Linked DNA regions of Mus musculus: regions 1 and 3 are each linked to region 2. A link is a contact called in public Hi-C and capture Hi-C data. All regions are on one chromosome and are shown on one strand. The core of a region is the stretch at or near the end of the contact, and the rest is flanking DNA. Distances in the headings are between cores, read along the strand shown.

Region 1 (4,048 bases), core at 1,279-3,778, 190 kb after region 2:
GTGTGGAATGAAAGTTAAATAAACTGATGTGAGAACTGCTAGAAGCTGACGTGCAGTTTATTAGGGAGTAGAGTTCGCTGCATAAATTGCAGGTTCAGATGTAGGTTTTTACGATACCACATCATTTTCATGACACCTCTACGCACCTCATATCCCACACTGTATCATGTCTATTACGATGCAGTAAACAGAGAAATCTTATATGCAGCGATGGTCGATTCTTCTGAATGTATTCCTCTTGGCAGAAAGCAGTGAAAGGCAGAGAGAAAATAGCATAAGAAACACACCTCAGGGTTCAACAAGAGATTGCCAGCACTTTTGGTGCCAGGAATTGGTCTCCAGAAGCCCCTGCAAGAAACCCCAGCCAACCTCACTGAGAAAACCCACATTGCTCTCAAGATGGCTGCAAACAGAATACAGTGAGGCCCCCTGTAAATACTCTCTGCCAAGTAACTCTTGAAGGAGGTTAAAAACCATGCTTCAGTATCCGTGCTTATGGAAGCTATATAGCACAGTGACGTCTTAGAGGAAAAATATATGTACACCGCCACTGTTAGGGTGAAAAAAGAATCAATATTCCTGTCTAATAAAATCAGTGGTTTTTTTTTCCTATGATTCTGTCATACATTTTTATTATTCTTGATTTGAATCATTATTTCTGAAAAGGATAGTATATCTGTTTTTAATTAACGTGAAGTTTGTATTGAAATTTGATAATCTGCATATTCTAATTGACAGTTAAATCGGTATAGTAATGGAAAATGATTGAATGTCAAGGAAATCCCCTCAACGTAGTTTGATGTAGCTTCTTGCCGGCCTGTGAGGATATAAACAGGGAGACGACAAAGCAAGTCCTTTTATCTGGAATCAGCTGGGCTCATTTCTTCTCTAATAGTTAAATGGATGCTTGTGATTATCTGTTCAATAGCCCATTGAGGAACAGGTTGAACAAGTAGCAATTTTCTACCTAGGAGCATTTTAGATCCATTATCAGAGGGAAATGATTATTGTGTGATGTGGCTGTTCCTTAGGACTTACAAAGGAAAATGTTATCAACTAGCTCGCTGTAAAGTGACTTGTGTAACGGAAAGAGCACTGGGGCTGAAATGAGAAGATGCAGGTTTGAGTGCCCGATTCAGTAGCCACCTGGCTCGTGACCTTTGGGATGTTGCTTAGACAAACTATACTGTGACACTATGACAATGGAGCTGCCGACCACGGTCAGGGAACGGTTCTGAGGTCATGTTAGGTGCTGTTTCTAAAAGTACTCAAAACTTTTAACCCTTTTTTTTTGTGAAGGAAAGAAACAGTTTCTAATGATCCCCTGTTGTTCTTATCTCCTACAGAAAGTGAGTGAGAAGGTGGGAGGAGCGGAAGGCACCAAGCTCGATGATGACTTCAAAGAGATGGAGAGGGTGAGTTTTCCCTTCTTGGCCTTCCTTTGGCATGGAGGTGTCCTCTGTAAGACGGTGGAGCCGTTCTGTACTCAAGTCTCAAAATGATCCGTTTCATTGAAAAACATGCTCCCTCCCTTTGTAATTTGAAATAGAAATGGAAAGCACACCATCTTCTCTGTGTCCCTCCAGAGCCTCTGTGAAGAAGCATGCGGTCTGCACTTTTCCTCATAGCTTTTGCTATCACTTTCCCGAATCAGTATGGTACAGAGCTGCAGTTGAATTTGGGTGGGGTGGAAATGAGAGAGGACAAAATGGAGAACGATGTCTCAAATCTTGTAAGAGACTTTGAATCTCTCTCTGACTGCAGTGGACTTCCCAAGTAGGATGCATCCTGCTAGGGGCAGGTCAGAATACTGAAGAGAGAGCAGTTTGGGAGTCCAGGCGACTTGGCCTTCCTTCACTCTATGTCTACCACTCACTGTAAAAGACCAGTGTTTGTTGAATTGTCTATTTTCAAATGACAGTAGAATGAGAACCCTAATGCTTACTGAATATTTCTTATTATGGATCAAAGTAAATTATTTCGCATTCTGCCTGAAACATTATAGGTTCTGAGCAAGTAAGCTGGAGTTTGTGGGTTAAATATCTTTTTTCTTTTGAGACATTAAAGATGTTTTCTCTTTCACTTTGAGGTTCTTATCAAGAAGTAAGTGTTTAGACTTAGGCAGATAAGTGAGTGTTGAAATGCAGAGAGAAGACCGTGAATTGGTATTGAGGGGCTTGGTCCCGTGCTTGAAGAGAATGTCATAAGTCCATACCCAGTACCTCACAGCTACTTTCTGTTTCCTATCTGCAGAGGGTTGTAAATACCCCCTGATCTTCAACCACAGCTGGTAAACAACACCCTTTCCTGGTGATAGAAACAGGAGCCTACCCTCCCTTGTCAGGTCCACATCTGCAGACAGAGACACATCCTCAGGAGCAAAGCCTCACTTTCTCCTGAGGATCCCAGAGATCTGTTAACGTGCTCCAGCCTCTGGAACTTGCTTAGCTCTCCTTAGCTTCTCCCCTTCGTTCATTTTCCTTGAGAGGTCTTGCAGTGTGCTGCATGGCTAAGAGCCACATCATCACAGAAGCTGAGGCCAGCAGTTAGCAACTTGATGTGTGCAGGTGTCAGGAGTTATTCCTGTAGTTCACATGGGCCCAAAGTAAAGCTGCTAAACTAGGTATCTCACGGTAGAGACAAGCTAGCTCTTTGTGTCTTAAATGAGACTGAAAACCGAAGGAGGCTGGAGCGGCTAATTAGACCTTCGGAGACTCACTTTGCTGTGAAATCCATGCCAGTCTTACAGACTAATTTAAATGAGAGGATCTTGCCAAGTATCTTACTTTAGGCTAATATCACAGACGTCCTCCGAGTCTGAAGATGAAGTGTAAAGAGTTCTGGTCCTTATTTCATCAAAAGTCACTGAAGTATTTATTTCAAACCTCAGTATTCCTGTTATAAAGCAAACTTCTGCTTGAAGAACCTATGTGTGTTCCTGCATTTGGGTTTTTCTCTAAGTAACTTGAGATGTTTAGATTTCAGTGCAGTGTAGAAATTTGTTTGATTTTTATTGCATATTGCATAATATAAAGGATGTCTTTTTATCTTATCTGTGATTTTCCTAAAGTTCGTACACAAATTGTGCTGAGCATATTGGAAGATAGGCTTTTTCTACAGTCATTGAAGAGCATTTGCTGTGGATTTCGAATATCAAGCCGTTAATATTCATGCTAATAATTCAAGTACTCATAAAAAATATTTTAACTCAGTGTCTCTAAACCTACAGAAGATTCACCGCATCACCTTTTCATGGTTGGTTTTCTGTTCACCAAGTGTTTGATGTGGAGAAAGCTTTATTTAGTTTTACTCTCTGAGGTGCAATTAGACAACAATAGGAAATAAATTAGAGGTCTGTAGCAGACAGCACTCCTGGGAGGGAGGTGGCCGTTCCTAGAAGTTCTCTCTAGTCTCAGCCTAACCTGCTCTTCCACTGAGATTCGATCCCAGACCATTCCTGCTTTCACAGAATATCCTTCTCTAGCCGATGCCCTGAGGCCCCTGGTTGAGTCGTCTTCACAGACCCAGTAGTTACTCTAGATGACAGTTCTCTTTCTCCTAAGTACCTGCTGTGCGGTTGCTTTCATTTTAACCATAAATGTCACCATTGTTTACCAATTTCATTAAGTATAGGTTAAATTTCTTTCTGTGATCCAGACACTGGACACTGTTTTTATTATAATGCTGCAGATTTCTGTTGTTGCTGTTTATAGAAGATTCTGGAATCTGAGGAACTTCTGGTTGCTTCTTAAATTTACATCCATTGCTACAGTTATGCTAACTGGGGGAGGGCTTCAATGGGTTGATATGTAGTTATTATGTTCATTAATTCACTTGGAAGATAAATGAATACCATGTCTGCCAGGCATTGTACTGGGAACTAGAAACAGGATTGTACATGAGGACCAATCCCTCTAAGAGCTTTCAATTTGAGTTTGGAAAACAGGAATATAAATAGATTCCAAATCAGACACAGTGCTTAGTGCCCTGGGAGGATTTCCTTGAAAAACACCAGAGAGAAGCCAAACATGGGCTTCTTAGAGCAGTG
Region 2 (3,684 bases), core at 139-2,638:
TCGGGATAGCATTTGAAATGTATATAAAGAAAATATCATATTAAAAAAAAGAAGAAAAGAAACCAGTTTCACTATTTCCTTTTGAGTTTTAAAATGACACATTCAAACTTCTTTTACATTGCCTTCCTTGATAGCTTCTTACAAGGACAAAACTTACTCAAATTTCCTCCTAGGAAATTGAAGCCATTTGTAAAGACACAAAGGTCTCTGAGATGGAAGAAAATGGGAGGTGCTCGTTTTTCAGAGGCTGTGGTAACTAACATGGGATTGAGGGAGAGCTTGCTGATGCTGTCCACCACAATGCTGGACTCTGTGCTTGGGGACAGGTCTCACAGCATGGCTGTGGCTGACTGGAACACATTCGCAGTGGTGTCATGGTGAGGATTTCTTTCGGATGCGTTCACCTCTCTTGCTGTGAACATCACTAAAAAGGTAGATGACAGAACTCTAGCCGGTGACTTGCGGTCAACAGTGTCTGAAGCGTCCCCAATTAAGGAAAGCAATGCTCTTATTCAACTTTTAAAAAAAATGCCATATATTTATTGCCCCTCTTTGCACAGTTTTGTCAGGAGAAGCAGCATAAACTGACAGTTAATAGGCCATTGCAGCCAGGCATTTAAGTTCAGATCTAATTCTGCTTCTCCTGGTCTTCTCTGAACACTTCTGTAGAATAAAGATTATGATATTTCTGGGAGTTGCAGTCTAAGAAAAGATTAACTTAGGACAAATAGACCACACACACACACACACACACACACACACACACACACACACACACAGAGTGCAGTTACACTAAAACAGTCAGTATCCTTGTGGAATGACAATGAGGAAAAGATGACTATGAAGAAAGATGAATCTTCTCGGACGTCAAAACGAACACAGGATTCAGAAGGAATCGGAGGAAATGCCCAGTTATCTTGTAGACCTTGAAGTGTTTACTCAGAAGCAACCGAATGCAGCTGCCCTCTGTCCACGGACAGGCTGAGGAGAGATCAGTCGGCTCATTGGTTTTGTCAAACCCCAAAGCACAAACCCCTAATATCTAAAAGCCACGTAGTCAGAGATAGACCGTCGACTTTTGTTATGGAGAGCAGACTGAGCAGGCTCTGCGGAAATTGGGAGCGCCTCCTCTTTTCTGAGTTGTATAAATTTTAGAAGACTCACTACAGGGGTTAGCATTGCTTTCGCGGACCCAACCCCCCCCCCGCCCCCCCCGGAGCGTTCTTCCTGTTGCTGGGGGCTTTGCTGCTTTTTGTTTGTAGACTCACGCTCTCTAATGCTAAACTTGAAACACTGGAAGACCCGGAACTCACTGTACATTGAACAAAGCGAGCTATCAACATCAAAATGAGTCAGATAGGCCCATTCCCAGTAAAAGCCTAGCGTCGCGGACGCCAGTGAACACTGGAGGGCAGTAACACACAGCGCATATCGCCTCTCTCCCTTAAACACTTAGTGAAATGAGTTAATCCGGTTTTTCTCCAGTTCTCCATGTTGAAGATTATTTCCCCATAGTTTTTACTGGTCCAGCGAGAGATGGGCTCCATTTGGCCTTATTTCATGGTGGAATGATCAAAAGATGTGTTTCTTTATATTTGTGTCCTCAAGTCGTACCCTCCAGCTTTAAGAGCTGTTAGATAGACTATGGCTGGGCCTGGGCTGCCCAGGCTGTTTTCCTAGCTATCGGGATGAGGCACGAGGGAATGTGACTTCTGCTTGGCAGATCTTTTGGGGTTGTGCTCACCTTGAGACAATTGAGGTGAAGCACTGTGTGTGTGTGTGTGTGTGTGTGTGTGTGTGTTGGCGGGGGGTGAGGGGGCATGCTGGGGGTGTGTGATAAGAAGCACCCTGTAGGAGAGAAGTGAGGAGACCTATGGTGCCAGAACAGATGGAGCACAAGAGAGGCCGGAATTGGCCATCCTCCAGATGGAAGGCAACATGAGTCCCTGTATAGAGCCAACTCCAGCAGAACACACAACAGCATCCAGGCCCTGGCTTTCCAACCTTGGCCCAACCTGGAATGGTTCAGCTCAAGTACCACAGCTATCACTCTGGGGACTTTGGACAGGGAAGGGCACTAAAAACCAATCCAAAATAGGAGATTATCACAACACTCCAACTTTGTAAGCAAAGGTTATAAGCTTTTACAGAGCATAGAAGAGACAGAAATTGACAAAGATGTGATGGCGCCCAAAAATATGTATAAGCTACAATTTCAAATGGAGAAATATTTACATAATAGCTACTGAGTGTACAGGGTTCCTGCCGGAATCAGGCATCGTTAAAACTCATTCAGTCCTTGTGGATGGTCCCATGTACCACGTACCACAGTATTCCGTGTTTTATAGACCGTACTTGGGACAAAAAGATGCTAAATGACTCTCTAGGGATGCCCTGCCTGTAAGCATCAGGGCTGAGATTGAGCCCAAGCAGCAGCTCTTTACAGTATGAGAAACACGAAGTTTCTTCCTGAAATGAAAAGAAACTTTTTGAGTTTTAGTATCTGGGTTTGCTGTGGAGTCCTTTGAACACCGGCATTGTAGATTTGCACAAGGAAAGACGCTGCTCTACAATTAGTAAGGGATGTGAAATCCATGCTGGGATTTTACTTGTATCTCAACCTCACCTCCTGACAAAGGAAACTGTTTTAACTTGGTACACCCATTAGTAGAAATCAAACATCCCTAGTGGGACAGCTCGTCTTTCTGATCTTTTTAGCATTGGAGATATCTGGCATGGAATCTAAACAAAGAATGTGTTCAACAAATATTTACCAACTGTTTCAGCAGCTTCAATAAATATTTTTGCTTGAGTAACTATTCATTATGGGTGAAAATATATCTACCAGAAGTTCTTGTTTTACTATGGGTCATAGCAGGAAAGCAGATTTTGTTAATTTTTAAAGGATGAGAAAATTTATATTTTATAAATGTATAAAGAATCATTGATGGTTTCCTAGCAGGTCCATGTATTTAACAGAATTGTGAATGACAAATTCAGTATTCCCAGTAGTCACACACCAGCATAATTACCTTATTTCAGCTTTCCAGAAAGTCTTACTCTTTATATTTTGCAGATGAGGAGGCTGAACTTCAGAGTGTTCTGGTAACTCGCCATACTGGGCAGAACTGGGAGGTGTCTAGCTCCAAAATGCTTCTTCTTTGTATGATACATTTTCAAATCAAGAACTCATCCTAGCCAGGTGTAGACGTTGACAAGTGTAACACGGACACTCAAGAGGCAAGGCAGGAAGACAATGAGTTCAAGGTCAGCTTGGTCTACTTAGTGAAACTATCTCTCAAAAGTCCTCTCCCTGAAACGCAATCCACAGCCTCTGGGTTTGACTTGGGGCTTGAAACATTGTGGTTTCTTTTCTTACAGGAAAGACAGTGTGGAGGTTCCTGGCTGCTGGCCTAAGGCCTTGGAGAAGCCCTCAGCATTAAGAGATTTTCCTGGCCTTTCCTTCATAGCCGCAAGTGTCAGGGAAGAAGAAGGGAGGCAACACTTGCCCAAATGCAGAAGCTTTCCTGGGAGCTCCATAGCAGATTCCCCTTTCCAGGGGATTGGACAAGCAGGGCTGACAAGGAGGAAGACTTGATATAAACCTCAAAGCAGTGTCTGTACTTAGCAGTTTTGTGCTTCACTGGGGGGTTCCCCACAAAGCTATCTCCGCAGCTTCCAGGC
Region 3 (3,964 bases), core at 1,006-3,505, 210 kb after region 2:
GGATGGTGGGGAAGTTAGGATGTTTACGTAGTTTGAAGGAGAGGCGACTCCTTCTTAGGGAAGTAAGAGTTTGGGATTCCTGACTCATGCATAATTTGGTGAAGCAACTAAGCAAAGATGGCATTATAGGACTTTGAATGTTTCCTATTTATGTTTCCTAGGTTCATTGTCAGTTTTTTAGAGAGCTATTTGGAAAATAATTTTAAAACAATCATGCGACCATTTGAAGATAAGCAGTTAAGCAATCAATGATGTTTTTCAAGGACACAGACATTTTATCAATCTAAGATTCTTAAAAATGTAATGAGTCCACAAGTGAATATAAAAGAGAATTTCTTCAAACCTGTGGGTATACATGTTTTTACATTATTTGAAGAAATAAAATCTTATGGCTTTCTTCCCTTTTCTAAAGATGTGGAATGTATCAATATGCCCTTAAGTGATGAATAAAATAATAAAGCTCTCTATAATTTAACAAGATTCAAAAAGGATTTGAAAATCACCCACAATATATCATGTTATGAAAATCAGATCGTAATAAAACCAAAACATAGTCATAAATCAATAACCAGTGTTTGTAAAAGGCATTCATCATGGGCAAGGCAGGATTGGAGAGGTGTGAGTTACTGTGGTTCTCTGGTGTCCACATCTCTTCTCTCCTTCTGTTCATCCGGTCCTCATTTTCTGGTACCCTCTTGTTTCCTTTGTATGTATGATGTTGCTTCTGCTCTTCTATGTCGGGCTGTCTAGTGTCTGGTGCTAGCATTGACATAGTACTTACCAGTTGTAGCTATTTAACTGACTCCTTACTCTGTGTGGGCGCTGTGTGGCAGGAGCTCTCTCCTGGACCTCAGCCATGGCTGTCTGTGGGAAAGACTATGCAGGTCTACTCCAGGTAATAGGTAATTATGAAGCACTTCCTCAAATCTAACATGTATGAAATTTTTTTCTACAAAAGCTTGAAGTGAATAAAAGGTAAATTTTGTCTTTGTTGCGGTCACCACCAGCTTTGTGTGTGATACTAACGCCACTTGCTGCTGAATACTATATGGTTCAAGGCTCAATTATGCTTCCCTATGGATATTTTCCCTTACAGTGCTTCACCCTGTAGGCCTTGTTTCTGTGACTCATTGGAGTCTCCTGTCCTGGCATTGAATATAAACACTTCAATCTAATTGCTCTCATGACAGATTCTGCCTTCAGCTTATTATAAACTTTGTGAATGGGGATAATTTTTCTCATTTTTACTCTATCTTGGAGGCCCAAAGTTTAAATAAAAGCCTATTTAAACTGTGTGTTTAAGATCAAATACTAGTCTCCACGTGCTAGAAGGTATTTTTACTTTCAGCTGAGATTTCCTCAAGGGTTTTCCTGCAGCTGGCATTGTGGGCTCAGTCCCAGGTTAGCGTGTAATCAACTCTGATAATGAATCGGGGACACCTAGGATCAGTCAGATCATAGTCTTCAGTAATGTGTTACTAAAATGACTTCTTCCACTAAAGTGGGTGGGAGTAACTCTTTAGGCACCTCTTGAAAACAAACAAACAAACAAACAAAAACAAAGAACAAAATGAGAAGAGGAATCGAGAGGTAATCTTTGACAAACAAACTCAATCTTCAGCCGAGATGTTTAAGAGATGTAGTTAGATATTTTAATAAATATAGCATTTTATTCTTAGTTTAGAGATGACTTTGAGAATAGTTTATTTTACACATGTTGTAAAGGAAACAAGACCCAGGCCCACGAGTTCACCACCGTTTCTTAGTTTAATCCACATACTCCTAGAGTTGAGATATGAAACAGGAATAAAACTGGAAGATGAGGATATGGTCAGGTATTTCTAGGATGCAGTGTACAAGCCCCAGAGTCTCTGCCCTGTTTCAGGCAGGAGGATGTGGGGACAGCACCCAAACCATGCTGCTGCCCCGTGAAGACCTGTATTTGGCCTTGCAGTATAATTCTACTTGGAGTTGAAGTTTAGAGTTGATGTATATTCAGTTGCCCACATATTGTACCCAAGGGCTGTAGGCCCAGTGAAGGTGCAGCTTTAGGAGCCGAGTAGATGTCTGGGCTGATTGGAGCTTGGTTCTCCAGCCAGCCCAGTTCCCATTATGAATAGTGATGCTATCTCCTAAAGGCTGTTCTCCCTTTGTCTCCAGCTTCCAGGGCTAAGCTCAGTATGATCAACACCATGTCGAAAATCCGCGGCCAAGAGAAGGGGCCAGGCTACCCTCAGGCGGAAGCACTGCTGGCAGAGGCCATGCTCAAGTTCGGCAGGGAGCTGGGTGATGATTGCAACTTTGGTAAGTAGCCTTGGCCATACTGCAGGTCTCCAAGGAGGTTGTGGTGCTGATTAAAAAACAAAACAAAACAACAAAGCAAAACCCACTAACAACAGCAAACTCGAGATCATCAGTCAGCCTGCTTATATTTTAATTCTCACTTGTAGATGTTATATATGGGGGATGAAATGTGATTTTAGGACTGCCAGTGTTTAAAGTGATTTGTCTACGCAGCTTTTGTCCTTTTCCTCTAATGGGACCCCAGCCTTGACAACAGTTCCGGCAGACATGCCCAGATGCCTTGGCACTTTCCTGGGTGTATCTGGCAGGAGCTGCGTATTAAAGCAGATCGAGCAGTCACAATCAGCGTGAATTCCTACACTGGCACCTGGGCTCTCTAGGATTAATCCACTGCTCATTTGTTTGGGATCCCTGATTCTGTTGCTCCAGGCAAAATAGAATTTATTCTATCTCCTCTCTTGCCTGGCTCTCAGGACCCTAAGCACCTTCTGCCTTCAAGCACCTTCTGCCTTCACTCCTATTGACATGGGACCTCTCTAGTCCCTTTTTCCTCAGTTTTTAGTATCTGCTTCTGCTAAAAGCATTGAGCTGCAACTGATCTCATATTAATGAGAACTAGTGCCTATCACAGAGAACAGAGAGCCTTGCAAAATAGTATTCAGAGTAAAATATCCAGTTCCTGGTAAGGAGGGATACTCCTCCTTTTAAAGGGTCCATGGAGCCTGGTTTTCAGAATGACTGTGGTAAATAGAAAAACTTCTTTTGTCTTGAGAACACTATGGGCTTTCTTAGACTCTGTTGCTGTTATAGGACAGAGGCAATCCCTACACAGCCATCTTGAAGGCTGTTGTTGCAAAGAGTGCTTGTCTTTATTCTTCAGGGTGTGAGATCTTCATTTTCCCCTCTCAGGTCCTGCTCTCGGTGAGGTGGGAGAAGCCATGAGGGAGCTCTCGGAGGTCAAGGACTCATTGGACATGGAAGTGAAGCAGAATTTCATCGACCCCCTTCAGAATCTTCATGACAAGGATCTGAGGGAGATTCAGGTCTGTGCGATCCTTCTTCTCACACACACGCAGATTCTCATTTCCCAGACAGTCTCCCTGGGATACACAGAAGAGGGCACGTGAATTTCCTACAGCTCCATAAGATGAAAGGCACTGGAGACCAAGGGCCATCAATCCAGGATCACAGCTGCAGCCCTGCAGCTCCTGAGCAGAGCATTGGTTCCTCTGTCTTCAACTTCCTTGTTAAACAATCTTCCCACCATTTTTTTTTTCTTAAAAAAAAGCCCCTTAATTTTTTTTTAAATGTAGCCCTGGTTGTCCTAGAATTTGCTCTATAGATCATGCTGGCCTCACACTCACAGAAATCCACCTGCCTCTGCCTCAGTAGTGCTGGGATTAAGGGCTTGCATCACTGCCACCCAGCCAAAGGGATGTCCTTTATCCGGGACTTTAAACTCTGTTAATGATGGATGAGGCTGATGGGGTCCCCAAATATTAGTTGTACTTCTATCAGTTTAAATAAGTAGCTACTATATTACTCTTCGATTTTTATATTTTCCTTATTGTTGTTGGTGTTTAGAAGGAATAACCACGCTTTGTGAAACATACAGAAAAGCTGAGATATCTCTGATAAATTAAGCTGGTGTTGCCTCTGA

What was found. Hi-C and Micro-C count contacts between places; a contact is called where the count stands out from the background. Capture Hi-C pulls out chosen DNA fragments and counts their contacts.
Region 1: a capture Hi-C map of embryonic stem cells shows a contact between it and region 2, with 4 times the contacts expected there. The contact joins two enhancer-like sites. A contact is called at or near these places in 1 of 15 datasets of contacts at CTCF or cohesin (embryonic stem cells), 1 of 115 datasets of contacts at active chromatin or transcription factors (embryonic stem cells) and 1 of 9 other capture datasets (embryonic stem cells).
Region 3: a Hi-C map of cerebellum shows a contact between it and region 2, with 2.9 times the contacts expected there. The contact joins two enhancer-like sites. A contact is called at or near these places in 4 of 15 datasets of contacts at CTCF or cohesin (embryonic stem cells and stem cell-derived epiblast-like cells), 49 of 484 Hi-C or Micro-C datasets (LSK cells, arterial endothelial cells, cerebellar granule neurons and 26 more), 7 of 115 datasets of contacts at active chromatin or transcription factors (embryonic fibroblasts, embryonic stem cells, expanded potential stem cells and 1 more) and 3 of 9 other capture datasets (adipose tissue, embryonic stem cells and pancreatic islet).

What each region holds. Positions count from the first base shown.
Region 1 is chr4:85,345,778-85,349,825 of GRCm38.p6, forward strand. It overlaps Sh3gl2 (SH3-domain GRB2-like 2), which reads left to right. Exons shown (of 9, transcript NM_019535.2): 2 at 1,347-1,415. Among named protein-coding and RNA genes, the nearest start is that of Sh3gl2, 140 kb to the left of the region's middle. Within about 2 kb of position 2,529, at least 7 of the 459 cell types and tissues checked have an H3K27ac peak or open chromatin away from gene starts, as enhancers often do. A contact at or near this core is called in embryonic stem cells, where this site is marked.
Region 2 is chr4:85,161,538-85,165,221 of GRCm38.p6, forward strand. No RefSeq gene overlaps it. Among named protein-coding and RNA genes, the nearest start is that of Sh3gl2, 42 kb to the right of the region's middle. Within about 2 kb of position 1,389, at least 17 of the 459 cell types and tissues checked have an H3K27ac peak or open chromatin away from gene starts, as enhancers often do. A contact at or near this core is called in cerebellar granule neurons, cerebellum and embryonic stem cells, where this site is marked.
Region 3 is chr4:85,374,181-85,378,144 of GRCm38.p6, forward strand. It overlaps Sh3gl2 (SH3-domain GRB2-like 2), which reads left to right. Exons shown (of 9, transcript NM_019535.2): 4 at 2,161-2,304; 5 at 3,214-3,347. Among named protein-coding and RNA genes, the nearest start is that of Sh3gl2, 170 kb to the left of the region's middle. Within about 2 kb of position 2,256, at least 4 of the 459 cell types and tissues checked have an H3K27ac peak or open chromatin away from gene starts, as enhancers often do. A contact at or near this core is called in cerebellar granule neurons and cerebellum, where this site is marked.